5 separate regions of the Mus musculus genome follow, and regions 2, 3, 4 and 5 are each linked to region 1. The links are chromatin contacts, called in public HiChIP or PLAC-seq and promoter capture Hi-C maps. All regions are on one chromosome and are shown on one strand. The core of a region is the stretch at or near the end of the contact, and the rest is flanking DNA. Distances in the headings are between cores, read along the strand shown.

Region 1 (5,221 bases), core at 879-3,378:
GTGGACTGAAACAACTAACTAGCTCACAGACCACGCTCTTGATAGGCAAGCACACTGCCTCCTGAGCACAGGTCTGGAAGTCAGGGACTGAAGACATCTGTGACTGGGGCCACAGTATTTACCACCCAGCAGCTTCCAAATCAGTAGGTAAGGGTTTAGCCTTCCTTTTAAGTAAAGATCTCAAACCCTCTCTGGCTTTCAGTCCACAGTGGGAACAGAAACAAGAGTCACCATCTCTCCCACAGCCTCTCTTCACGCTGGCACACTCCCCTTTAATTTCCCCAAATCTCTCGCATACACCTCGTTTGGACAAGTTCTAATCTGTATTATTTCCGAATAAATAAGTCCTAAAGACCACATTTCTTAGACCATACCCCTTAGGTAGGGGTAGGAGACAGGTTCAGGTAAATGGGATATTTATCACTTTTAGACCTGACCCACACAAACTTCCCACCAGACTTCCTACCAGGGAGACCTTCAGCCCCCAGAACTTGATACTTAGAACTGTCTCAAAAGTGTTGAGGGTGCAGCTGTACCCAGTCTGGATCCCTGATTGACTACACAGGTCAAGGTTACTAACCCAACGTGACTATTAACCTGACATCATAAAAAGTGATGTCTACTGTTACAGCAAAAGGAAGCAGGGAGGGAAGAAACTAATCCTTCTAGATAACTGGACTAGATTCGAAGCATGAAGTCTCCAACATCCTCTCCTAACCCAGCATCCCCGAATCATTACCCAAGACATCTTCCTAAAACACAAACCTCACAGCTGACATTCAACAGGCCTTATCACCTTTAAGGTGAGGCCCAAATTCTTCAGTATAAACAGATTTCACTAATCACCTTGCAGGTGCAAGCAGAGAGCAGCCCAGACTAATAAGGACATAAAGTGTGTTGTGGAAGAGTTAGAGAAAGCTCAAAAAAGCGAAAAATCTTTCAGCTCCTGCCCGAGGCGCTAAAAAAGCAAACCAGGAAGGGCATTCCAGACAGGGCTCTGCCACCTAAATGAAACAAAGTGGGGGGTGGGGGGTGGGGGTGTAGAAAGGCACCCAGGAAGGTCTGTGGCTAGAGGAGAGCGGAACTCTCTATGGATCTTGAAATTCTGAATTTCGGCTTGTAAACAGACAAACAGAAGTTGAGTGGCACTTCCAAAGCCTCCTTACAGCTGGGACAGCAAGCCTTGCTGCCTGCTCCTCAAAGCAGCCCTGAGGACCAGCTTCCCTCCTGGGGGCCATACTGCCATGCTCAGGTGTCCCTCTTGGCACCACATTCTATCTGTGCTAGTCCACCATACACTGCCAGTCACTAAGTAGGTGATCAATAAACGTTCTTGAGAGTGAAGGACAGGCGAGGCTGAGGAACTGTCACCTAGCGGTCTGCCCCAATCACGGGACGAGGGTGGAGGTCCGAGAGTGGAGGGCCAGGAGCATCCGCCCAAGCCCACCGTTGGCGTCCTTACCCGGTCTTCAGGAACTTGCAGTTGCCGTAGATGAGAAACTTGCAGAGATGCAGCTGCGCGCAGAGCCCGGTGCAGCCCGGCTTGGGGCCCTGATGCGCGCGGCACAGACGCAGCGACGACACGGCCAGCACCAAGCGCTCCGAGGCTGCCGCCGCGGCCTCCCGGCCCGCGCCCACGGCCACGACCGCCCGCGAGGCCACCACGAAGCGCCCGCAGTCCCGCAGCAGCCGCTCCAGCGCGTCGGTCCCCAGGCTGGTTCGCAAGCGGCGCCGCAGCTCCGCCAACTCCAAGGCGCCCCCCGCCGCGCACAGCAGCTGGGTCACCTCTGCCACTGCCACCGCGGCCTGGGCCATGGCCGTCGGACTGAGGCTTAGCACGGACGGCGGCGCCTTTCACGGGCCGGGCCCCACTGTTTCGCTGGAAGGAAACGAAACCGAAAGCGGGCTCCGGCCGGGAAAACAGGAGCCGTGGGGCCTTGCCACGCCCTCGGGCCGCAGCTGAGGAGCCGGCGCCCTTGTCTTAGGGCCGCCAGCTGGGGACCGCGCGGCTCGACGGCGGCCCGCGCTCGCTTGCGCGCGCACTGGGCGACCCGGCGTGCCTCGAGGCGTCGCGCGGCCGGAGATGCGGGGCGCGGGTCCTCACGGGGCCGGACTCCCGCGTCTGAGGGAGTCGTGGCCGCTCCCTTCGAGGCAGCAGCGTCCTGTGAGGCGAGTGGCGCGTTCAGCTAGGCCCGAGGGACGCCGCGGGGGGTTCAGTCAGCAACCTCGATCTCGGAAAAGCCGAGCGAAGTTTCCAGACGGCGCCGGCCGGTTGCGGCCGGTTGGTGCGTCGGCCGGCGCGCTCAGGGGGGCTCAGAAGTCGCCCGAGCCAAAGCGGGCTTTAGCAGGCGGGCCTCGGAAGCGGGGACGACGGACCCGGTCCCACCGCACCCCGGAACAAACGGAAACAGTCGCTCCGAATTGCCAGACACTCCGCTTTTGTAGCGGATCCCGCATTTCCAGAAGGAAAGCGTAGGTACGTCCTTTAAAGGGGGCCGATCCTCCCTCCCTCGCCCCTTCTGAGTAAAGGTGATGCACCTAGTTCGATTCCTCACCGGAAAGAACTCTCCTGTGTGTTACCCTGGGAGTTAAACGTTCTCGGGGTAAGTAAACGGGGGTGTGTGGGGGTATACCTATTAAAATACGACTTTTGGCACCCCCATTCCTTCCTCCAGGAGTCTCCCGGGAATAAAAGCGTTAGTAAGTCATGTTCACAGGAGAGGACGGAGTACTGGAAACAGTAAGACGGTGATTCAGACAACAAGAGTTTAACAAGCATGTTAATTCTCTGGGTTTGACCTAGAAGGACATTAGTATGTTGTGAGAAAAGATTGTAATCAAGTAGTATTCCATGGGGCTGATCGGAGGTTAAGCGGCCGCACTGCTCTGGAAGAGGACCTCGGCCGGGTTCCCAGCACCCACATAGCAGCTCACAACTGCCTGTAACCCTGGTTCCAGGAGGGATCTGACACCCTCTTCTGGACGCTTCAGACACCAGGCACGACAGGTGTGAAGGCGCCTTTAATCCCGGCACTTGGGAGGCAGAGGCAGGCAATCTCTGAGTTCTAGTCCAGTCTGGATTTGAAAGTGTACACAGTAGGATGTTTTTGAGTGAGCATGAAGCAAACCCAACACTTTGGTCACAGTGGAGTGTGGGAGGTACTAGGAAAGTGGAAAAAGGAAAGGTGAAGGCTGAAAATTGGGAGGTGAGTGCTTAGAAAATTAATTTAAAATGAATAAAATTTTATTCTAAGTATAAAATACTACAGAAAAGAGCAACTGAGGGTATAGCCCCTGGGCTCAATCCTTAGGAAGGTGTGTGCTGGGGGGGGGGGGGAGTATTACTACAAAAATGTAATAAAATGGGATTAGAGTAGACCAATTGGCAAACCCTGGAACCCAGTGAGAGATTCTGTCTCAAAATAAGGCGGGAACTGGAGAGATGGCTTAGCAGAGAAAAGTACCTGCTGTCCAAAGCCTGCCAGCCTGAGGTGGATCCCCAAAACCCAGGTAAAAGGGGATGGAGAGAGAAACACCCCACACCCCCAAAATTGTCCTCTGACCTTCACATGTGTGCTGTGGCACACACATACATATACATAAATAAACTTAAAAAAAAAAAGGCGGAAAGCTCCTGAGAAATGACATCCTACCACACACACACCACAAAAAAAAAGACAGCAGGCTGGGCCAGAAACTCAGTGGTAGACTGTATAAACATACAACACATACAACACTAGGCTCAATTTCCCAGCAGCAACCCTTCTCAAAAAAGAAAAAAAAAATGAGTATAAAGACTAGATTTTGGGGGCTCAGCAGTTAAGAGCACTGACTGCTTTTCCAGAGGTCATGAGTTGTGGAGAACTTTCGGGCCACTTGGCAGGACATTGGCCAAGGACAAGGAGATGGGCTTCAGACAGGAATCTGACATTGGGCCATTACAAGGAAGTAAACTCAGGCAGGAATCTAATTTTAGGCTAGAACAGGGAAGTAGGCTTCAGGCATGAATATGACTTTGGACCAGGCAGTGGTGGCGCACGCCTTTAATCCCAGCACTTGGGAATCCCAGCACTTGGGAGGCAGAGGCAGGCGGATTTCTGAGTTCGAGGCCAACCTGGTCTACAGAGTTGAGTTCCAGGACAGTCAGGGAGAAACCCTGTTTCCACCCCACACCGCAGATGAATCTGACTTTGGGTTAGGATGGGGAAGTAGGCTCCGATATCTTGGTCCTCCTGATCAGCCCTTAGGAATGGTGATCACGGGACTGTGTTTACTGCCTTGCTTGCTCCTTGACTATTTGTGTTTATTGTACTGCCTGACCTTACTACTTGCATGTAAATAAAATGGTATAAAATCTGATTGGGAAAAAATAAACCTGCCTCAGAACTGGCTTGGGTCATGCTACAATGTTGTCTAATTGTCTTTTTTCTTTTTAATCCTCACTCCTGCCCTAGAAAACCTGTTGACCGACTGAGCTGGCTTGGCTCAATTCTCAACAACCACATGGTGGCTCACAACGGTCTGTAATGGGATCTGCTGCCCTCTTCTGCTCTGTCTGAAGAGAGTGACAGTGTACTCATATACGTTAAATAAATAAATAAATCTTAAAAAAATTAAAACTAGATTGTTAACAAGGACAAATGAGAATGGATTAGAGGTGAGGTGGAGGGCAATTCATTTTCTTGGACTATTTTCCATGGTTTTGATATTTTGATAAATATTTTTATTTAGTTTAGCCATTTAACTGTTTACTTGTACTTTTGATATTGCTTTGCAGTAATACCTTATTATTTTCATTCTTGGATGTCAAACAAGTGCTCTTCCATAAACATTCCCCCGTTTTAGTACCATGACTGGCTGAAAAGGCAGCGTCAGTAAAATGGTGGGTCCTTCCACAAAAGCAGTGAAGAAGCTGGCAAATCCTAGAACCTTTTCAGAGCTCTGGAAGTTTACTAAAAGCATGCAGCATCTCCTCCACAGTTTAATGGAGAAAGAAGCCAACTCTCGGTGAGAGTAGCCATTTCTGTAGCATTTTCTCCTACTCAAGTTCTATCTTAACCCTGAAGCTCTTTGCTGTCTTTGAAAAATGACAACTCACATTCCTAATGTCTAAAGCAAGGGAGCAGACAGGGTTGGAGTTCTTTCAAAGGCTCATCCCAAGGGCCACTTCTAAAAAGGCAGGTCTTTATGTGGTCTCATTGGAACTAGCAAAGTCATAACA
Region 2 (5,221 bases), core at 1,024-3,523, 470 kb after region 1:
GGAGCTAGACAGCTATGTAGTTTGAGACGTGAGCTTTCCATTCACGATCTGTCTCTCTTAGTGGTTTGTACGAGTTGTTAAAAAGAGTGGTGGACAGTAGCTCAGAGAAAACCATGCCATTGACTATAAACTGGAAAGTCAACTTCCATCCATAGAATTCTACAGGTTCAGGTTTAACCCAAGGCTTGTATTTAGCAGACACAGTTTGCCAGTCAAAAGTCAGTATTTGGGAGCCAAAAGTTGGTGGGATGGAGTCAGGTTTAGAAAATGGAGGGGCTATTGTCTTTAAAAGCTTTGAGGAGCTAAAGAAAAAGATTCCTATTTAGTAAAGCCAGTGAAGTAGCTTAGCAGGTTCCAAGAATAGAGGTGTGTTCGGCCACACCTTCTGGTCTGAGTTCATGGGACCTGCATGACAAAGGAGAACCAATTCCTGCAGATTTCCTCTGACTGCGTGGATGCAGTGGCAACACACACACACACACACACACACAAATAAAATAATGGAAGCCTGGATCTCAGATGGCAGAAGAAGAGAATAATCTCTTGATTGACTGTGCTCTGATCACCACATTTATGCCATGGTACATGTGAGCCCACACATAACAACACTCAAGGTCTCCCTTGGGTTTGACTCCTAGGACAGGTTTCCTGTTACATAAAAGGGCAAAGAGGCCCACATATGGGCACAGAAGGCAAATTATCAGTCATATTTGATGCTTCCAAGTCACTAAATTCAAGTCTGGCCTTGATGAGTACTTGACTCTTGAATATGAAACATCATAGCAAATTTCTAATATGTGATGTTGGTACACTAATGTTATAACCTAAAACTGCATGTTCTTCAAATCAACCAACCCAAACCATAATGTACCAGGGAAGACCTTGTTGGAATCAATATTCTTGGTATCACACACACCCCTACCCACTAGATCATAGCGAAAGTAATCCTGCAAAGCAACATATTATTATTATTATTATTAATTTTTCTTTTGGTAAAATGTGCCATAACTTACAGTGGCCTTGCAAGCACACTAGGGCGGGAAGTTCAGTTGTTATTCTAATACAGGTGATGACTGTGTCTCATCCTATTGGTAGAGTGCGACCTCAGACTCTGCCATGGTTGGATAGTTCCTAATAGATGCAAAGGAAGGAGGGAAGGAAGGGGTCCATAGCTCTTGTCGTCAGAATGGAAGGCCTTTGTGTAAACAGGTTTTCCAGATGATTAAAATACTTGAATAATTTTACAAGGTGGAGATTATTAGAGTATTGACTGTTGGTGTGCTAGCTACTGTTTATAGAAAAAAGTCCGTTTCTCACAACCTCTTGGGGTTAGGAGTAGTCTTAGGTTTGGAGTCTATCCAGATTTCAACAGAGGCAATACTGAGAGAAAAAAGCAGGCCGAGGAAGGCGGACTATTTTAATAGCCAGTGGAGCCTTTGTTTCTTGAAGGAAATCTGAAGTGAGTGAAAAAATTAGTTTTTCTGGAAAGATGACAGTAGGCTATCCTATAGACCTAGTAACTCGGAACAGATATGTATGTCTTGTTTTATGAGGATGAGCTTGAAAATTCATATTCCCTCCCCACTAATGGCCGGAGACTGAGCGCATCTGCGCGTCTACGTGCATCTATTTGTGTTACAGCTCCCACTGCGAGTACATTTCTACGGCTGAAGTCAGGTCTCGATTTGTTGCCATCTTGGTGTTGCATCTTAACTGGACTGCCCTCATGTCCTTATTTTTCTGCTTGCTTATTACATTAATAACAAGAGGAAATGCCAAAAAACCTCGAATTGGCTAAGGCTCGAGGCGTTAGGAACTTTCCCCCATGTTCCTGGCCGACTTATTCCGAGTGTGCCGGGTTGGGTTCCTCAGGTGATTCCCGTGCCACCAGTCCAGGTTCTGAAATTTAACACCCTGGCTGATTAGTCATTCAGAACAATGCTGAAACAACGATGCTATAAAATAAACATTGCGATGTTATAAAATAAACATTGCGTGGTTCAGAAAGGGCTTAGGCCTTTAACAAGGGCCCACAGTGGCAAGAACATGCATGAAAGCACCGTCTATATGAGCCAAAGCAGGGAGCAGCAGTAAGGTCAGCCAAGAGCACCTTGCCAGGCTGTGCCACGAGGCAGCCAGGGCTCCTCCTGAAGGACGACCTATCTGCCCGTTAACCTGGAGCCTCTAAGGTCCGCCAATGGCTTGAACTTGTCCCCTGTGGCCTACCATCAGCCCGGGTAGAGACGCAGTGCGACGCAGTGACGTCACGGGCCGGGACTCGGGGAAGTGACGCATCAGGGGTGGGAACTGCAGTCTTGCTAGTATGTCTGCGCTCACCCGTCTGGTACCTTTCGGCCGCGTCGGAGGCCGCCTGCTCCGGGGCTGCCGCGCGCGGGCGGCTGGAGACAGTGGAGTCCGTCAGTGAGTGTCGGGCGGGGGCGAGGGTTCGGCCGGCTTGAACAGGCAGCGCTGCCATCCGGACGCTGTCACCTTGAAGCAGTCGCCCGGGAGGGTGCGTGAAACTCCGCTGCCGCCCGAGGCATGCTGGGTCTTGTAGTTTTGCCTGGACCGAGACTGGCCTTTTAGTCGGCTTGGTGGGCTAGAGGTGAAGGGATGGCGCAGGGTTGCGGGAGAGAGGCGTTAACTAAGACCCGAGTGATAAGAATCCAGTCCCGCACAGTCTCCCGGACTGAGCCTTCCAAGCAGCTGGCTAGTGGAGGTCCCGAGCGCATGGAGACGGGTGGAGATGGGCTCAGAGACAAGACGGGTCCAGGCAGGGCAGACACGGAGACCTTGAGTCAGTAAGGTAGTATAGTCTGTTCTTTTCACCATTAGGTACATTTTTACGATTAAAATTTGGCACTTTTTTTGAGCCTCACTGTGTAGCCTCGACTGACCTGGAACTCATTAGTGATCCTCCTGTCTCTGCTTTCGGAGTGCTGGGATTAAAGGCGTGCGCCCCCAAGTCAGTGTTTAGATTTGGCACTTTAAATCCTAGATTGGATGCTGTGTCTTACTCATTTTGCCTTCTCTCCACCCGAGATTTGTAATACTTATAGCTTTATTTTGTTGTATTGATCTGTCTCTCAGTCTCTGTCTGTCTCTGTCTCTCTGTCTCTGTCTCTCTCTCGCTCGCATATAACCTGGCAGGTTTTGTCCACCGAGATTTCTTTTAAGATCTTCATACCGTTTTGGGGATGCTTCCCGTCCAGTTTCACTACTTAGCTTGGATTTCCCTTACCTCCAACGGGGGAAGAAGGGTTCCACTATTCATCTAAGTTCCCAGCCCTTGGTTTGGGTTTTTGGGCCACAAAAGGTCCAACCCAGCAATAGTTCAGGTGGAAACTTACCTGAAGTTTGGCTTCTGGTAACTAAGTTTCAGTTTCCTTCTCGTTGATTTATTATTACTTTTCGCCCTTTCATTATGGGGCTACAGCTTGATTCAGGAGTCTAATGATAGACCACTTGTCTTGGGTCTCTGAGTCGTCAGAGTGGGATCCCTGTGAATGCCAGCTTCAGTACTGGCTTCCCAGGCATTTGTGCTCAGTTACTGATACTTTTTTTTTTTTTTTTAAGATTTATTTATTTATTATATGAAAGTACATTGTAGCTGTCTTCAGACACTTCAGAAGAGGGAGTCAGATCTCGTGTACGGATGGTTGTGAGCCACCATGTGGTTGCTGGGATTTGAACTCTGGACCTTCGGAAGAGCAGTCGGGTGCTCTTACCCACTGAGCCATCTCACCAGCCCCCCAGTTACTGATACTTGAAAAAGGACCTTTTATTTATTTCATTTTAGCATCATGTTTATTTTAATTGGGAGACCCCTCAGGGTATCTAGATTGCCACAGTGCACTTAGTCTGGCTGAAGCATGACACACAAGTGTTTATTGAGATTTTGCCTTCCTCCTTTCCTCCCCCCACCCCTTTTGGGGACAGGGTTTCTCTGTGTACCCCTGACTACCCTGGAGCTCACTTTGTAGATCAGGCTGTCTTCAAACTCGCAGAGATCTGCCTGCCTCTGCTTCCAGAGTCCTGGGATTAAAGGTGTGTGCCACTATGGTCTGGCTGCACAGGTAGATCTTGGGTAATAACTGTTAAATACAGTTGGCAAACAAGGGAATTACAGAAGCGGCTCTGCTATGTTCTTTAAGTTGTGAAGCAATGACAGCTGACAGAATGGCTAAAAGGAACAGGTGAACATGCTGTGGGGAGGCCTTGTCAGAGGACCAGGAGTTTGAGGCCAGCCTGGCCTACACAGGGAGATCCTGTCTATAAAGGACTAGAGCATGGTGATGGCATTCCTTTAATCTCAGCGTGCAGGAGGCAGAGGCAGAAGGATGATGAGTCCCTGGCCAACTTGGGCTAAATAGTGAATTCAAGGACAGCCTGGGCCACATGGCGAGGTTGCCTCGTTAAAAATCACCTCTCACACCATCGATAACTAAGATCTCATTCAGAGCCTTCCAACTGGACATGCTATCAGCTGGGCAAACACTTACACAAAAATAGATCTTTATCACCAAGACAACTTTAGCTGGTTGGAATTTCAACGGAGGGTTATGGTTTGTGTCTGTGTGTGTATATGTGTGTGTGTCACTTGGGACCAAACCCCTGTTAGGCAAGTACTATATCATCGTGCTATACCCCAAGCACAAGAGTTAGGTCTTTAGTTAATAAAATGGAAAATAAAAACAAAATTATTTAATGTTATTCGCTTGTAGGCAACATTCTTGGGCTTTGTCATCAAAATGCTTATGATCACATTTGTAAAACTGTAAGTCAGCATCTGTCACATAAAGGTGTCTTATAAAGTTCAGACAACAGCCATAAAGTCCAGCGCGGTGCACGTGGTGAATACTGAAGAGCTAGCTAGCGATCTTTCAGAATGGGAGGGAATAATAGAAACAGTCCCAGCTGGTCAACAACCACCAGGGCTGAAGAGCTGGTTCAGTGGGTAAGAACGGGGGTGGGGTGGGGGGGCGGGGCGGGCAGAACTTGAGTTTGGATGCCAGCACCCAGAGGGAGAGCCAGGAGTTGCCATCTGCATATAACCCCAGTGCTGCAGGACACTGTCAAGAAGATCCTATCTCAAGGGGATGTAGTCCAGAGTGACTGAGCGAGACTCACTCTTCTGCTAGGACAAAAAGATAGGCAGAGGTTGGGGAAGAACCATAGGAAAATTGCTACTTAAAAATTCTACAGGAACTTTTAGTGCATT
Region 3 (5,221 bases), core at 843-3,342, 460 kb before region 1:
AGTTAACTTTCCTATAATTGTGACCATTGCCTAACCTGCTCTAATGTCTTTGATGCTTCCTGTACCAATATGATGAGGTTTGTAGCATTTAGGGTGGCAGTCCACTTAAGTGCTTCTCTGGAGAGGTGGAGAATGTTCTAAAGTAGAGAACATGGCCAGTCTTAGTCCAGGAGGATTAAGAGGGAACAACTACTGTGCTTGGCATTCACATTCCACCTCCTTCTAACACAACTCCTGCATCACCACCACCACCATCACCACCACCACCATCATCACCATCATCACCACCATCACCACCACCATCACCACCATGACCACCATCACCGTCACTATCACTATCATCATCTACACAGGGTCTTTAGCTCTGACTGCCCTTGAACTTACTATGTAATCAAGGATAACCTTGAATAACACCCAATTAATAAGGTTTCAGGGGTAGAACCCAGGGCTTTGTGCATACTAGGTATTTTAGTTACTTTTCTATTGCTGTGAAAACACATCATGACCAGCACAACCTATAGAAGAAAGAGTTTATAGGGATCTTACAATTCCAGGGAGTTAGAATCCAGGGCCATCACAGCAAAAAGCATGGCAGTAGCCAGGCGGGTCTGGTGCTAGAGTAGTAGCTGAGAGCTCACATCACATCCACAAGCAAACACACACACACACACACACACACACACACACACACACATGGGGTGTGGGAGCACGCACTGAGAATTACCCACACTGGAGGCTGAGACTATGGTAGATTCCTAGAGGTCAGAGAAGAGGTTAGGAAAGGTCACAGAGGGCATCTGACCTACAAGATGCCTCACATCTCCATGACAACCACAAATCTGCCACGGCTGCTTCAGGAACTCCCTTGGCCCTTTTGATTGGTTATTTCTTGAGACAGGACCTCGCTATACATTTCAGTTTGGCCTCAGTCTATGTAGCCCACCCAGGCAGACCTCGAACTCTCAATTCTTCTGCTTTGTGTCCCAAGCAGTTGGATGACTGGCTTGGGCTCCCAGGCCCATCTGTGCCCTAGGCTTCCTGAAGTCCATTCTCAGCTGGCTGGGACATGTGACAAGTTCCTGCAGCTTAGCTAGGCTGTGATGACACATGAGTGTCATCCGGCACTTGGGAGGAAGAGGCAGGGGGACAGTTGCTGGAGGCTAGCCTGGTCTACTGCGAGCCCCAGGCCAGCCAGAGTTATAAGTGAGATTCAGTCTCAAAACTCTCAGAAGAGAGGCAGAGGGAATGACTCCGTAGGCAAAGTGCTTGTGGCACAGGCCTAAGGACTAAGTTCAGATCCCCAGTGCTCAAGTAAAAAGTTGCATTGGTGTTGAGCAGCTAACCCAGCAGTGGGAAGTGGGAGGTGGGGTGGGGAGACAGACCTATCCGTAAAGCAGGTTGACCAGCTCACTTTAGTTGAATTGGTGGGCCCCAAGTTGAATGAGGGAACCTGGCTCAAGAAAAAAAAAAAAAAAGATGGTATCAAGTGTGGAGGTGTATGACTTTAATCTCAGCACTTGAGGGGAAGAGGCAGGCTAGAGTCAGAGGCCATCCAGGTCTATATAGCAAGTTCTAGGGCTGCATAGTGATATCCTATATTTAAAAATAAAAAGAAAAGTGGAGAGTGAATATACCCAATGAAGACCTCCGGCTTCTATGTGCAAACGTTAACAGTCACACAGAGACAAAATGTGGAGAAAAGTCCCTGAACCGCAATAGATGGTCAGTATGGCTCTCTGGTTGCAGTGCTGCTTGGCCCTGTCCCCTTGGACCATGGCAGCGCTGAGTCGGGGATGCGGTGGGGGTGGGGGTGACAAGTCCCAGCCCCCATCCTTGTTCTCTGCCTCCAAGGCACCCCAGGAGCAGCCTTCCCAGGTCCTTGTCTTGGGAAACTCCCCCCACTTTAGAAGATGCCCAGCAGCTGACTCTGGAGGAGGAGCACCTTGGCTCACAGCTGCGAGGGAGCCGGTGGCGGGGCCAGTGGCCTGGGCTGTCTTTCCTCCCCGCAACCCCGCCCCGCGGTCGCGGCTCCCTCGCAGCCCGGGCTCCTCCCCCGCGCGGGGCTCGGCGCGCAGGCTGCGGCGCGCACGGCGGGGACCTGAGCGTCTCCGGCGCGGGAGCCGGGCTCAGCCCCGGCTTGCGGACGTCGCGGTCCCGGAGTACCGAGCCGGCCTGGGCGGCCCGCGGGGCGCGCGCAGCGCGGAGTGCGCGTGGGGCCGGGCTCTGCTGCCCGGTGCAGGAGCGCGCGCGCGTCGCGGCATGGAGCCGGCCCGGGAGCCCCCCGCGCGCGCCCGCCCGCCGCCCCCCGCAGCTCGTCCCGCGCCCGCTGCGCCCAGGCCGCGCTCTCCAGCGGAGGCAGAGGCCCGTGGCCCAGAGGGGCTGCTGAGGCGATCCGGGTCAGGCTACGAGGGCAGCACCAGCTGGAAGGCGGCCTTGGAGGGTAAGCGCTCAGCCTTCCATCCCCGGTCCCTGAGTCAAGACCCAGGAAATGGCCAGTCACCTTGACAGCTCGCAGAGGAATGGATCAGGGGGATTCGTTAGTATCAGGGGAGGCAGATGTCACTATGGGAGGGGAAAGGGGTCCCTGGGGACCACCTCAGGTCATTGTTTTGACAAATCTTTGCTGCCAAATCCCTCTTTGACCTTGGAGCAAGCTTTATGCTCCAAACCTTAGTTGGGTCCGAAAGTGAAGCACCTTCGTGGCAGCCTGAATCTCTAGTAGAGAAAACATTTAGTGCCTCATAAAAGCAAAAGCTTTGATTCCCTGCACCTTGGGGGCGCCCTGCTAGTGATGGGGTTGATGGAGAGGAAACCCCAGAGGACTTTCCTAACCATTCTGGGATGCCACCAATTCCTTCTTGTTATACTGGCTCAGGGAGTGACCTCAGGCTATCTAGAAGACACTGAGCGAAGAGACTTCATTCAGTTCACAAACTGTTTTAGGAAACTTGGGTTGGCGTCCAGTGAGTGGTGAGTGTTGCTCGGGAGATGCAGGAGTTGGACACAGGGAGGGTCAGCTTCCAGGTACTTCTCACGCTTCTACCTAGTAGGAACTGGATAGCGTTAACTAGGGGCTGAGTCAGAGGAGGGCATCTCAGAGTAGGACATCTTTTGGGGGTGTGGAACAGACAGGAGAGGGTGCACTAGGTCAAGGAATGACGACAGGAGGTGGCTGGAATTAGCCAGTTCCTTGTGGATAACTGAACCCTAGGGTGCTGGGTGCTGATGAGGGCATGAGAAAAGAGGGATGGAGGGGGAGAGAGAATATGAGCAAGAGATCTGAGAGACCACCCAGGCCAGGCTACAGAAGTTTGTTGTTGTTTTGTTTGTTTGAAGGTGCTGCCGAGGGGTTAAGTCAGCAGATCTCCATGGGGAGGACCTGCTGTGGAAGGCTGCGTAGTGAGGAAGGTGGGTGGTGGCCTGGAAGGGACAAGGCCACCTGTGCCCAGATAGGCGATGGGGCAGCAGAGCATGAAGAACCTTTGGCTGAAGTCTGTGTGCCAGGGCCAGGCACTGCCTGTGGAGGGCTGTGCAGACTCTAAGGAAGTCTAATAGTGGGTAGGAACCATGGAGGTGAGGACACAGTTTCCCCGGATGCAAGGTATTACAAAGGACCACCAGAAGCTTGGGTGGGCTTAAAGGCCAATCAGCCCTTCTGGGATGCATGTTTCTGGTTAGTGGTTGGGTTTTCCCAGGGACCTAAGCTTGCCTCCTACCAATGGTATTTCTTATGTCATTCCCTCCCTAGTCTGTATTTCTTCATTTTTTGGGGGGGGGTATTTGAAAGGGTCAGCTCTACTAACCTTTACCCTTAACCCCACTGGGTAGAGCTATTTCAGGGAAGTGTGGCTGGCTGGCTCTGGCTTTATCTCTGGCCCTGAATATATTGACTCTTGTCCTTCCTACTGCCAGTATGGCTGACTGACCCTGCCTGTCCACTGGTCACACACTGGGATGGAGGAAAGCAGGCCTCTCTCTGTGGTGGTCCAGCACATCACCCTTCTTGGCATCTTCTTGTAGTGCAGCCTTGTGTCATCTGAACTAGGACCACTGATATCACTGATATTGCCATTGCTCTTCCTTTGGCCTCTGGTGCACATAAGAGCCCTCTCCCTGCCCCTGAACCCCCACCATGGCTCTCGGGGGCTTGGTGTCTTGGCCTGATGACTATTCTGTTTTAGTTCTCTTGGTGCCCTACCTCCATTCAAAGAGGAGAGTCAGGGGCTTGGGATTTGTTCTCATCAGTGGCTGCCACCATATGGGGCCTTTAAGCTGGCTTGTTCTTTCTATGGTGCTAAGACACCATCTTAGGCCCTGGGCATATCCAGCCCTCACAGAGATCCTAGAATAGTCTGGTGAGGTGCAGAGAGATGGTCAACATGAGCTACTGTCCCAGCTGGTAGGCTTCACTTATTTACGCCCCACCTTTCTCGTCTGTGAACCATGGCAAGATTTCCACCTCACGGTGCTAATCAGAGAAAGGTCTGGAGTGTAGGCTCAGTTGTGGTGGCTCCTTTCCCAGCTCCCTGAACATAGAACCCGACAGCCTGGGTGAGGGAGGAGTCCAGGGAGCAAGGATGGCCAGCCTCTCGGATGGGGTCCTTTGAGTTGAGTTCTTTGAGCCCTCACTTCAGTTCACAGGTGATCCTGGGGTCCCAGTGGGTTTGCAGCCTCTGCTTAGTCTGGCCCCTATCTTGACAGAAAGCCGGAGAAGCTTCTGAAATGATATAGCTGAGCCCCCAGAGGCACCTGCCCCTTCATCCTTGCCCCATGCAGCTGAGGCCCCACCTATGGGGCAGGGTGTGGGCTTGGTTACACCTTGACTCTCCTCTCCACCCTTAATGAGTGCATCCGCCCTGGAGAGGATGTGGAGAGTGAGGGCGTTGAATATCTCACTCAAGGACACGCCGGCCACTAACACTTGAAACCGCCAAGGGATTTGCTTCCCTCTGCTAGGAAAAGCTTGTCTCCCTTCCTGTGCGACCAAGGACACTGGGCTCAGAGGGGCTAACTGGAGAGACTCTAATTGCACTTTCTGAGCACACAGCTCTCCTCTCTTGCCCTCTCAGAAGAGTCTGCCATGCCTCCTTCCTCACAGCTCGAGGAGAGCATCAGTCTAAAGGCTGGGTCCTCAGCGAACAGTTAGCACTGTAAACAGAAACCAGACAGGTTGACCTGGGGAAGGCTGTGAGTCTGTCCCTTCCAAACCAGTGAAGACTGA
Region 4 (5,221 bases), core at 1,424-3,923, 460 kb after region 1:
GAGTCAGCTCTCCCTAATGAGCGTCTTCTTTTTTAAACTATTATTTACCTTCTGTGTATGGGTGTGTTGCCTGCATGTATGTCTGTGCATCAGACATGCACTGAAATCAGAAAAGGGTAATTGGAGCCTGTGGAGCTGGAGTTCCAGTTGTTAGCAGCCATTTGGGTGCTAGGAATGAGTCGTGGGTCCTCTTAACTGCTGAGCTGTCTCTCCAGGAATTCCCAGTCCTTTTTTGAGAGAGGGTCTTACCTTGTATCCCTGACTGACCTGCAGCTCCCAATGTAGGCCAGTCTGGCTTTGAACTCTACCTGCCTCTACCTCCTGAGTGCTGGGGTCCTGTGCACTAGGAAGCCCAGTGCTAGGCAGTATTAGGAAGGTTGAAAAATACTGCTTTGGGGGATCTTGTCTAGTTTTAGTTGGACAACCCTCCTGTGTTCCTTTTGGAGAAATAAAGATCCAGAAAAAGTTGTCTGGGGGTCACAACCTAGAAGCTGCCTGTCTTAGTCAGGGTTTCTATTCCTGCACAAACATCATGACCAAGAAGCAAGTTGGGGAGGAAAGGGTTTATTCGGCTTACACTTCCATACTGCTGTTCATCACCAAGGAAGTCAGGACTGGAACTCAAGCAGGTCAGAAAGCAGGAGCAGATGCAGAGGCCATGGAGGGATGTTCTTTATTGGCTTGCCTCCCCTGGCTTGCTCAGCCTGCTCTCTTATAAAACCCAAGACTACCAGCCCAGAGATGGTCCCACCCACAAGGGGCCTTTCCCCCTTGATCACTAATTGAGAAAATGCCTTACAGTTTGATCTCATGGAGGCATTTCCTCAACTGAAGCTCCTTTCTCTGTGATAACTCCAGCTGTGTCAAGTTGACACAAAACTAGCCAGTACACTGCCATGGCTTAAAATGATGGACTCAGAACAATTCAAGTCTTCTGTGAACAACTTTGGGGCAGAACAGGCAAGTGAGTCAGGAGAAAGGGGATACTTTGTAATTAGTGCCTGCCCACATTTCTTTTTCTTTTCTAAAAATTCTTATTAGGTAGATTTATTTATTTTATATTATGTGTGAGTGTTATACATGTATATGGGTCTGAGCACAGACCCCCCTGGAACTTGTTCATTAGGAATGGCTGTAAACCCCATGCGGGTGCTAAGAATGGAACCCAGAGCCTTTGCAAGAACAACTAGTGCTCTTAACCACTGAGCCATCGCTCTCCAAGCCCTATTTTGCTTTTTTGAAACAGGGTCTCACTATGTAGTCCCTGTTGGCCTGGAGCTTGCTATACAAAGCAGACTGACCTCCAACTCACAGATTTTGCCCACCCCTTCCTTCCCTTCCCTCCTTCCCTCCTTCCTTACCTCCCCCTTCCTTCCTTCCTTCCTTCCTTCCTTCCTTCCTTCCTTCCTTCCTTCCTTCTTTCCTTCCTTCCTTCTTTCCTACTGGAATTGAAAGTGAGGGCACCGTGCCTGACACCTGACCACATTTCAAAGCAGTGTAAGGCATCATGTCTGCCTTGGGAAACCCAAAGGGTGTACCCCATCTTTTAGAGTTAGGAACTGGACTGTTATTGACCATACAGGAAGAGCCATTGGCCACTCCACTATTCCTGACTGTTAGTGGCCCTGATCTTACCTTTGGAGAAATTACTATATCTTCTGAGCCTTCTGGATGGCCAGGGGGTGTGTGTCTTGAGGTTGAATGACATGTCCAGTGATAGGAACCCTGGCCTTGTCCTTGTTTCTCTTTTTCTATAATCCTTTTCACCTGGGATGTCTTTAAATCTACCCTTGGTCAGACTTTTGTGCAAATTTCTTTCCACACAGGGACAAAAGCTGTTGATAGGTAGTAGGGACTGTGGTGCCCCAGGGCAGGCAGCTTTTTAAGTTCCAGAGCGCTGAGAAGAAATTGCAAGCCCTTTCCCTGGCTATGTAGGCTCAGTTCCCATGCTCTATCACCTACACACACACACACACACACACACACACACACACACCCCTCAGAACATCAAAAGTCTTTCCTACTTTGGAACTTTTATTTGGCTCCTCTCCCAACACCCTTTTTTTCTTCTCCAAAGTAGCCCAGCCTATGATTCAACCAGCTCCTCACTGCTTCTGTGGCCCTTGCTACATTTTTATTTCTATGACATTTATTTTGTATGTGGGGGACACGACTTAAAAGGAATTGGTGACATCCTTCCTTCATGTAGGTTCCACGGATCGAACTCATTTATTTCGTTGGGCTTGACATAAAATAATATCGTTACCTATCTAGTTTAGTATATATTCTTGTGACTCAACAAATATTAAATTAAATTCAAGAAAGACCTGATTTGGCTCAATAAGTCTTAGTTAAGTGTATAAGCCATTCCCTAAGGTCTAAACACCGCCGCTAAGTCAGCGTAGCCTGAGACTCAAGAACTCAGCAGCTGAAAAATCTGTCCTTCCTTTGGACCCACTTGTAATATTCAGTGTAGTTTAATATTTCTAGGATTTAAGCTACGAGGCTGTGAAGAGGAAAGGCAGACGCGGAAAAGAGGGCTACAGAGCTCGCGTCTGCGTTTTTTCTCTAAATCATCACAGGAACTCGATGTGCCCAGGCGCTTTTGCCCTAGTTCGCGCCGTGGCCCCTTTAAGGAGCATGTCGTGGGCAGAGAGGGCGGAACCAGGTACCGGAAGCTGGGAGCAGCGCTGGCCCGGACGCTTAGTGCTCTCTCTCTCTGCCTGGTTGTCACTGCCCGCTCTGTGCAGGTCCCGAGCCATCGGCTCGGCATCTCCGCCGCCCCCCGGGAGCCTGGCCCGTGAGCCCGCCGGAGCGCGCCTCTCAGGTCTTCCCGCGGCCCTCTGAGGCTTCGTCGTTCTCTCTAGGCCGCGGGTCCGCATCTCCGTCCCTGGCGCTCGGCGACTCCCTGCACTCTGAGCTCTGGCGCTGGACAGCTTGTCACCCGTGGTCCCCGGCTCAGGTCCCCGTTATCCCTCCCCTCCTGGGCTGCGCTAGGGGGCGCGGTCCGACTCATCCCCGCTTCGGCACGGAGCGTCTCCACAATGGCTTCCCTTTAGGTAGAGAACAAGCAGTCTAGGCCAAGGGGTCTAGAGAGGATGGTGACCCCCTGGCGTTTGTCTGTCAGGGTCTGCTTGTCACACTTAAGATGCTTTGAGTTCAGAAAGGAACTTGGGCATTCCAGACCCCTGGGATGCTCTCGCAATGCCAGACTATGTTGGTTTCTGCTAGGTACTTTGCCCAAATTAATCTCAGCCCATGGCAGTGTTGGAGAGGGGGCGCCTGGCAGCTTGTGCCAGAGAAAGACTCACTGGAGTGACCTGGCGGAAAATGGACTAGTGGAGAAGGTGGCCCAAGAAGGGCCTCTGGCCCGCGTCTTACTGTGTCTCCGCCTAGGGCTCCGCGCTGGTGTGCTCTTGGCGAAATTCTTCCCCCTCCTCTTCTTGTACCCTCTCACCTACTTGGCCCCTGGCCTCTCCACCCTCTGGCTCCATCTGCTTTTCAAAGCTACAGAGACCTCAGGCCCAACATATATCAAATTGGGCCAATGGGCCAGCACCCGGCGCGACCTCTTTTCAGAGGCTTTCTGTACCCAGTTCTCCAAGCTGCATGTCCAGGTGACCCCCCACCCTTGGGCAAGGACGGAATACTTACTCCAGCAGGCATTTGGGGAGGATTGGGGCAGCCTCCTCTTTTTCGAGACCCGGGAACCTGTAGGTTCAGGTTGTGTGGCCCAAGTGTACAAAGCGTTCGCTAGTATTTCCTTGTTGGAGGAAGACAGGATCTGGAGACTTGGGGAGCTCTCTGCCCCAGGAACCAGGGCCGTGGTGATGCAGAGAGAGCCCTTTATGAAAGACCGGAAGCCTTCAGAAAACCTTGCCGACGAAGCATTTCTAGAAAAACTGCTTCTTCCTAAAGCTGACCTTGGTGGGTCAGAAGTGGGTGTGTCTCAGGCTCCCTGGCATCTGCCTAAGTCAGATCACCTCATCCCAGTGGCAGTGAAAGTAAGTGCTCTCAGACCTTGCCTAGCACTTTAATCAAGTACCTACCCACTGAGCTGTCTGCCCCAGATCCGAAAGAGACCCTCGTGAGGGGCACATTGCTTTCTGTTCTAAGACTGAGTATTCCTTCTCCAAAAATGCTTGGGAATGGGAGCGTTTTGGATTTCATACGGTTCTGGATTGTAGAGCATTTGTATATCTTGGATGAGATAGCCTGGGATAGGACCCAAGTCTAAACACGAAACGTGAAATTCATTTATGTCTCACACACACACTCCACAACTTAGACATGTAGACTATAGGTCATTTCATGAAGTACTTTTAGTGCACCTGTGTAATGACCTTGCATCACCTGAGGTCAGGTTTGGAATTTTTCACTTGTCAGTCCTTTACCGGGTCAGATATTGAAGCATTTTGAGTTTGGATTAGGGCTGCTATTGCTATTGTAGCTCAACCAATACCTGTTAAATTCAAGCTATTTCTTTTATTTATTTATTTATTTATTTATTTATTTATTGTAGTGAGGATTGAACCTAAGGGGCAGTCAAACTTAGTTCACACATGCTAGGCAAACCCTCAGCCACTGAGGTTTATTGTGAGGCCTCATTTTGCCTTTAATTGTAGACAAGACCCTGCTATTTTAATTGTCCTCCCAAGTAGCAGGGATTGCCACAACCTCCTGGCTCAAGTTTGTTTGTTTTTTCTTTTTCTTTCCTTTCCCCCTCCTCCTCCTTTTTTTTTTTTTTTTTTTTTTTTTTTGAGGTAGATTTATACTATGTAGCCCCTTGGCTGTTCCAGAGCTTACTCTGTAGACCAGGCTGGCCTCAAAGCTACAGAGATCTGCCTGCCTCTGCCTCCTGAGTGCTGGGATTCAAGGTGTATTCCTCCACAATAGGCTCTGACTTCATTTCTTGACTTCAGAGAACAGTGGTGTGAATAGTGTGAAGGAGGGAGGGGAAAAAAAAAAAAAAAAAAACCTTGGGTTTTGCTACTTCTGGGGAGGAGGGACCACCACAACCCAAGAGCATCATGGGTATTGGGCTACTTCCCTTCGTTTTGACAAGAAGCACTCTGGCTGTTTTGAAGGTGGGAGCATGTGCTGGCTAGGTAAAATGTTTCCCTCTGACCCACTGTCTTGTCTCCTGGTTCTTTCTGGCAGGTATTACACCCAGGCTTGCTCTCTCAGGTGTCCATGGATTTACTGCTGATGAAGATTGGCA
Region 5 (5,221 bases), core at 1,813-4,312, 410 kb after region 1:
TCCTAAGTGCTGGGATTAAAGGCATGCACCACTACGGCCCAGCTATTTTATTACTTTTGTATGTATGTCTTTTCTTGAGATTGGGTTTTTTCACTGGCCTGGAACTATTAGGCTAGACTGGCTGGGTAGTGGGCCTTTGGGATCCTGCTGTCTCTGCATCCCCATTGCTAGGATCATAAACTGCCATACCCAACTATTTCACACAGGAAATATCCATACCCAGCACAGCAATGACTAAAAACTAAAATAATGCCACAAGTCTGTAAGTCTTTGCCAATCCTAGGCTTAACAAACTGCCTTGAGGTGAGGTGGGAAGCCAGGGTGAGTTGAGGACTCTCTCTGGAGCATGTACCCCACTGAAAGGGCTCTCCAGGAGAGAGGTTGTTATGTCTACTTCCCTGGCAGGGCTGGAGTCAGTGATACCTGTTGCCTGAGTGAATGTGAGTCCACAGGGAGATCTAGATTTTATACATGGCCTAGCAATGCACCGTCCAATACAGTCTCTAGCAGCCATGAGTAGCTATTTGAACTCAAGTCCCTCAGTTGCCCCAGATGCCTGCAAGACACTCACAAACCCCATGTGGCAAATGGCTTCTTAGTGGATAAAAGAGGTCCTCTGTGATTGCAGATAGCTTTGTCTAGCATATACATGTGGAACTAGACTCCTCTAAATATGACTTTAGGAGGTCAGTACCACAAAGGTGCCAAAGACTCTTTAGGCAGAAAATATCTGAATGCTAATGAGAGTGAGAATATATGTGCTTAGAAATAGAAAACATTTGCACAGCATAGATCACGCTATGTATGGTATCTAGATGCGTGGGTGCTGTAAACAGGTGTGAAGTTAGCGGGGCACATTTCCCAAGTTTACATAAATCTGACTGTATAGTGACCAAGGAACTCCAGCTAAGGTTCACAGCAAGGCATGCATAGTTAGCCACTGCATTCATCCTGTTACTATAACTTTGCATTCTAAAGACCAGGAGTTGTTTATATAAAAGACCTCTCCCTTAGTTACATCATGGGCCCACAAATTAGGCTGCTGTTCTTGGTTGCACAGTATAAATTTCAAACTTGAGAGAGCACAAATACACTTTCCATGGTGATCAGAGTAGAATTTCTTTTTGAAAACAATTAGGATTCATAATAGTGCTTACAAAAGAAAAAAATAGTATTTATTTTATTTGTACTTTATGCAAGAGTGTTTGCCTGCATAGATGTATGTGTGCCACATGTATGCCTGGTGTCCCTGGAGACCAGAAGAGGGTGCCACACCCTTGGAACTGGAGTTACAGATGATTGTGAGCTGCTGTGTGGGTGCTGGAAATCAAGAGCTCTTAACTTCTGAGCCACCTCCCAATCCTTAAAGAATTTTTTAGGGCTGGTGAGATGGCTCAGTGGGTAAGAGCACCTGACTGCTCTTCCGAAGGTCCAGAGTTCAAATCCCAGCAACCACATGGTGGCTCACAACCATCCGTAACGAGATCTGACTCCCTCTTCTGGTGTGTCTGAAGACAGCTACAGTGTACTTACATATAATAAATAAATAAATCTTTAAAAAAAAAAAAAAAAAAAAAGAATTTTTTAGTTGTCTCCAGGATGGTAGATGAATTTAGATTTGAGGCAGAATCACCATTCATTGCTATTTTCCTGAGAACTGAAATGGCAGACAGGGGAGAATGTGACCATCCAGGTTAGTGTATGCTTGCTGGCAGCCACCAACAGAGCAGAATCCCCCAGTCACATATGCTACCTCACGGCTCTGGACAGGGGATGAAAGACTGGGGCTTGAGCCCTTGCTCATTTTCCTTCTCAACATGGAGAGTGAGCACAGGAATTGAGCTGGGTGGGCTCTACCACCGAACCATGTACCTAGTCCTCCTTTTTTCTTTTAAAAGGAGGAATGCTAGCTGCCTTCTGTAGACGAGAGCCTTCTGCATGCAGAAGCCGCATAATCTAGTTTGTTGTTACTGGTGTATGGTAGGTTGATAGTACATATGCATTTAATAAATGAATATATATAAAATAAGCATATATATTTATATATAAATATACTATATATTTATACAATGTTTATATATTATATAAATATATATATTTTAAAATAGAATAAACACATTTAAATATATAAATATGCATTATAAAACTATATATTTAGCCGGCCGTGGTGGCACACGCCTTTAATCCCAGCACTCGTGAGGCAGAGGCAGGCGGATTTCTGAGTTCGAGGCCAGCCTGGTCTACAAAGTGAGTTCCAGGACAGCCAGGGCTATACAGAGAAACCCTGTCTCAAAAAACCAAAAAGAAAAAAAAAAAATATATATATATATATCCCAAGGCACTCAACTAATTACAACTAACTGTGACCATTATAGTTTTCAAATACCTGGAGTGACTCAACAATACTCGAGGAAGAGACAATGGCTTGTTGGAAGAACATTACCAAGGTCAAGCAAGAAGCGTACAGGGCGATGACACTATTTTAACTGTCCCCAGGACTGACAGAGTGTCTTCTCCACGTGACTCTTATACCCGTGGGTGTCTGCAGTTCCTGTTTCTAGCGTCTGGGCTGCTGAGAGTTGTGATGAGATTGGTGATAGCAGAATATGAGCGGGGGGGGGGGGGGGGGGGGGTGAGGAGGGGGAAGGCTTCCCGCTAGCAGAAGATGGGAACAGCTACGGCTGCAAAGCTTTAGCGTTTAGAGAGAAGTGAAAAACCGTGATTCTATAGCTAGAAAAAGATACCCTGGCCTGGAAGGCACACAACACTCACTCAGCAATATCCAGACCTCTCAAGTCTCAAATGAAGGCAGTTCAAGGAGCCGTCTGACAGGAGGCTCAGGAGAGTGACATTCCCCGGTTAAGGAAAGGGAGTAGGTGCAAGTAGTAAAAGGGAGAAGTAGACAGGCCGTCAGTTCCTACACTCTTAGGGAGAACAGAAGGAGGTGGAGAAGCGTGCTCATCTACTTCCAGGGCGCATGCGCATGCTAAGGGCGGCTCTTACTTGTCAGCCAATCTGTAGCTCAGAGTTCCAGTTGGGCTGTGGCTGTCTGTGGCCTGCTTGCACACGGTCACCATGTCAGCACCAAGAGAGACTCCAGGAAGCCTAGAGGACCAGTGATAAAGACTCCATGAGGCACATGGGCCCCTCCTTCAGAAGGAAGCAGGTATGTGGCCCCATTTCACCCGGAATGGGAGGTGGCAAGAAGAAACTAGAAAATCTGTCTTAGGTGGATGAGGTCACATGATCTCCTGGGGCTTCCAAGACTTCTACCTGCCAGGTAAAACTGAGGGTACTCAGTGTCTTGGCTCAGAACTTCCTCAAAGGAATCAAGAGGCCTGTTTCAAAACATGCTAACAGATCTTAGGTACCAGGAGGGAAAGGCCAGCGAAGAGACAGAAATAAATAAATGTGGTCTGAATGTTAATGACCCCACAGGCTCATATATTTGCATATTTAGTCCCCAGTTAGAGGAAGTATGTTGCCAGGGGTGGGCTTTGATGTTTCAAAAGCATGAGCCAGGCTCAGTCAGTCTCTGCCTCTCTCAGTCAGTGTCTGTCTGTCTCTGGCTGCCGCCTGGGGATCAGGATGTAAACTTCTCAGCTACTGTTCTAGTGCCATCTGTCCCAGCACTCTTCATCATAACGATCAGGGTGGAGTAAAACCTCTGAAACTTTACGCAAGCCCCAGTTAAACCCTTTTCCTTCCTAAAAGAGCTGCCTTGGCCATGGTGTCTCTTGACAGCAATAGAATAGTGACTAAGACAACAAATACATAAATTCAATTAAAACATAAGACAAATAAAAATAGAGCACTCATGGATCACCCTTTATGAAATGAAGACACAGTCTGGTGAGATGGCTCAGGGGGTATAAAAGTGCCTGCCACCGAACCCGAGGACCTGAGTTCAAGCCCCAGTCTGTCCTTTTCACCAGTGTGCGTGCACATCCAAATAAATAATGTGCACAAACACTCTTTTTAAGAGGAAGCAGGCAAGGAGGGACCTGAAAGCTGAAATGGAGCAGGCGAAGCCATTGGGAGTTGGGCACAGGGAGAACTGGAGCATAGACTTGCCCAGGAGTCTAGCTGTTGCTTTACGGCAACCCAGCACCATATACTCTGGAATAAATCTGTGGTGTAACCGAGCCCAGTTCTCCAAGGAAGCTAGGAGCTCAGGTCCACCCATCCCACAGTGGAGGGGAGCCCTGAAAGGCCTTTCAGGGACAGGAAGGAACTCATTGTCCCTCTCACAACTCTCACACAGCTGAAGCTTCTGGAGTCTCTCCATGTGGCTGGGCCCACAGACACTGCCTTTCTGTCCTCTTCTGGCAGATAGCCACATGGGCCAGGGGGTGGGGAGAAGGGAGCACAGCCGATCTCCACCCCACCCCCCTGCTCTCTACAGCCTGCACTCTGGCTCCACAGACCAAACACCCACCACGCAATCTTCTCCCATTGAGCCAGGCAGCTCTCCATCTTTTTCTTTTAGGCTCGTGCCAAGCTGTGTGCAGGATGCTCTAGGAGACTCCAAGTTAAGTAAGACTCTGACTCCTTCCTTGAGGAGCACACCAGGACAGTGCCTGGACTGCAGTCAGCTCCTGCAGCAGCTCTCCCTGAGGGGAGCCCTTCCCCCCACTGTCTGAGGAAGCAAAGCGTTTTCCAGATGGAGCAGAGCCACCACCATCCTTCCAGGGGATGCTTCTAAGTAGCTTTAGCCCCAAACGCGTGACACTTAAGTGAAGTCACTTCCCACCAGGTAATAACGCCCAGTACTAAAATCACAGGCTCCTGGGGACCAGCCCTACTGCAAGAGTGAATCTGAAAGGGCAGCAGAGTCTGGAAGTGAAGAGATAAAGAACGCATGCGCGGTTCACATTTAGCAATCAGAGTGTCTCAATTCTCACAAGTATGGAGTATGCTGCTCTCATTCATTCTTTCTTTTTTTTTTTTTTTTTGCCCTTGACGATTAGAATAGGTTAGACAGATGTCTCAGTGGGTAGAGATACTTGCTGCCAATCAAGAGTTCGCCACCAGAGCCCACATGGTAAGAGAAATTGACTCCTCTGACCTTTACCGGCATGCTATGGCACACACGCAACACATACACTACACACACACACACACACACACACACACACACAAATGTACACATAAAAAATAATAAATCCAGGCTGGAGAGATGGCTCAGTGGTTAAGAACACTTTTTATTTTAGGAACTGAA

What was found. Promoter capture Hi-C pulls out the DNA fragments that hold promoters and counts their contacts. HiChIP or PLAC-seq counts read pairs in DNA pulled down with a chosen protein or histone mark.
Region 2: a contact with region 1 is called in an H3K27ac HiChIP or PLAC-seq map of microglia, with 8 times the contacts expected there. The contact joins the promoter of Ndufb2 here to the promoter of 4930599N23Rik in region 1. A contact is called at or near these places in 2 of 39 promoter capture datasets (liver and stem cell-derived epiblast-like cells) and 1 of 115 datasets of contacts at active chromatin or transcription factors (microglia).
Region 3: a contact with region 1 is called in an H3K4me3 HiChIP or PLAC-seq map of embryonic stem cells, with 4 times the contacts expected there. The contact joins the promoter of Clec2l here to the promoter of 4930599N23Rik in region 1. A contact is called at or near these places in 15 of 39 promoter capture datasets (3T3-L1-derived adipocytes, the C10 cell line, the HPC-7 cell line and 11 more), 2 of 15 datasets of contacts at CTCF or cohesin (the NIH/3T3 cell line and large pre-B cells), 4 of 484 Hi-C or Micro-C datasets (the HPC-7 cell line, bone marrow-derived macrophages, cortical neurons and 1 more), 10 of 115 datasets of contacts at active chromatin or transcription factors (bone marrow-derived macrophages, embryonic basal ganglia, embryonic forebrain and 6 more) and 1 of 9 other capture datasets (embryonic stem cells).
Region 4: a contact with region 1 is called in an H3K27ac HiChIP or PLAC-seq map of microglia, with 9 times the contacts expected there. The contact joins the promoter of Adck2 here to the promoter of 4930599N23Rik in region 1. A contact is called at or near these places in 11 of 39 promoter capture datasets (the 3T3-L1 cell line, embryonic stem cells, hippocampal neurons and 4 more), 2 of 484 Hi-C or Micro-C datasets (LSK cells and neutrophils), 2 of 115 datasets of contacts at active chromatin or transcription factors (memory CD8 T cells and microglia) and 1 of 9 other capture datasets (embryonic stem cells).
Region 5: a contact with region 1 is called in a promoter capture Hi-C map of liver, with 2.2 times the contacts expected there. The contact joins the promoter of 8030453O22Rik here to the promoter of 4930599N23Rik in region 1. A contact is called at or near these places in 3 of 39 promoter capture datasets (hippocampal neurons, liver and stem cell-derived epiblast-like cells).

What each region holds. Positions count from the first base shown.
Region 1 is chr6:39,116,345-39,121,565 of GRCm38.p6, forward strand. 4930599N23Rik (RIKEN cDNA 4930599N23 gene) reads left to right here and starts at 2,129. Exons shown (of 4, transcript NR_045813.1): 1 at 2,129-2,476. Parp12 (poly (ADP-ribose) polymerase family, member 12) reads right to left here and starts at 2,005. Exons shown (of 12, transcript NM_172893.3): 1 at 1,463-2,005. The coding sequence starts at 1,815.
Region 2 is chr6:39,590,292-39,595,512 of GRCm38.p6, forward strand. It overlaps Ndufb2 (NADH:ubiquinone oxidoreductase subunit B2), which reads left to right and starts at 2,274. Exons shown (of 4, transcript NM_001358797.1): 1 at 2,274-2,421. The coding sequence starts at 2,324.
Region 3 is chr6:38,660,977-38,666,197 of GRCm38.p6, forward strand. It overlaps Clec2l (C-type lectin domain family 2, member L), which reads left to right and starts at 2,093. Exons shown (of 5, transcript NM_001101507.1): 1 at 2,093-2,440. The coding sequence starts at 2,260. RefSeq lists an enhancer at 3,025-4,207.
Region 4 is chr6:39,571,203-39,576,423 of GRCm38.p6, forward strand. Adck2 (aarF domain containing kinase 2) reads left to right here and starts at 2,674. Exons shown (of 8, transcript NM_178873.3): 1 at 2,674-4,004; 2 at 5,161-5,221. The coding sequence starts at 3,099.
Region 5 is chr6:39,524,479-39,529,699 of GRCm38.p6, forward strand. 8030453O22Rik (RIKEN cDNA 8030453O22 gene) reads left to right here and starts at 3,063. Exons shown (of 2, transcript NR_167680.1): 1 at 3,063-3,166. All of the region lies in intron 1 of Dennd2a (DENN/MADD domain containing 2A), which reads right to left.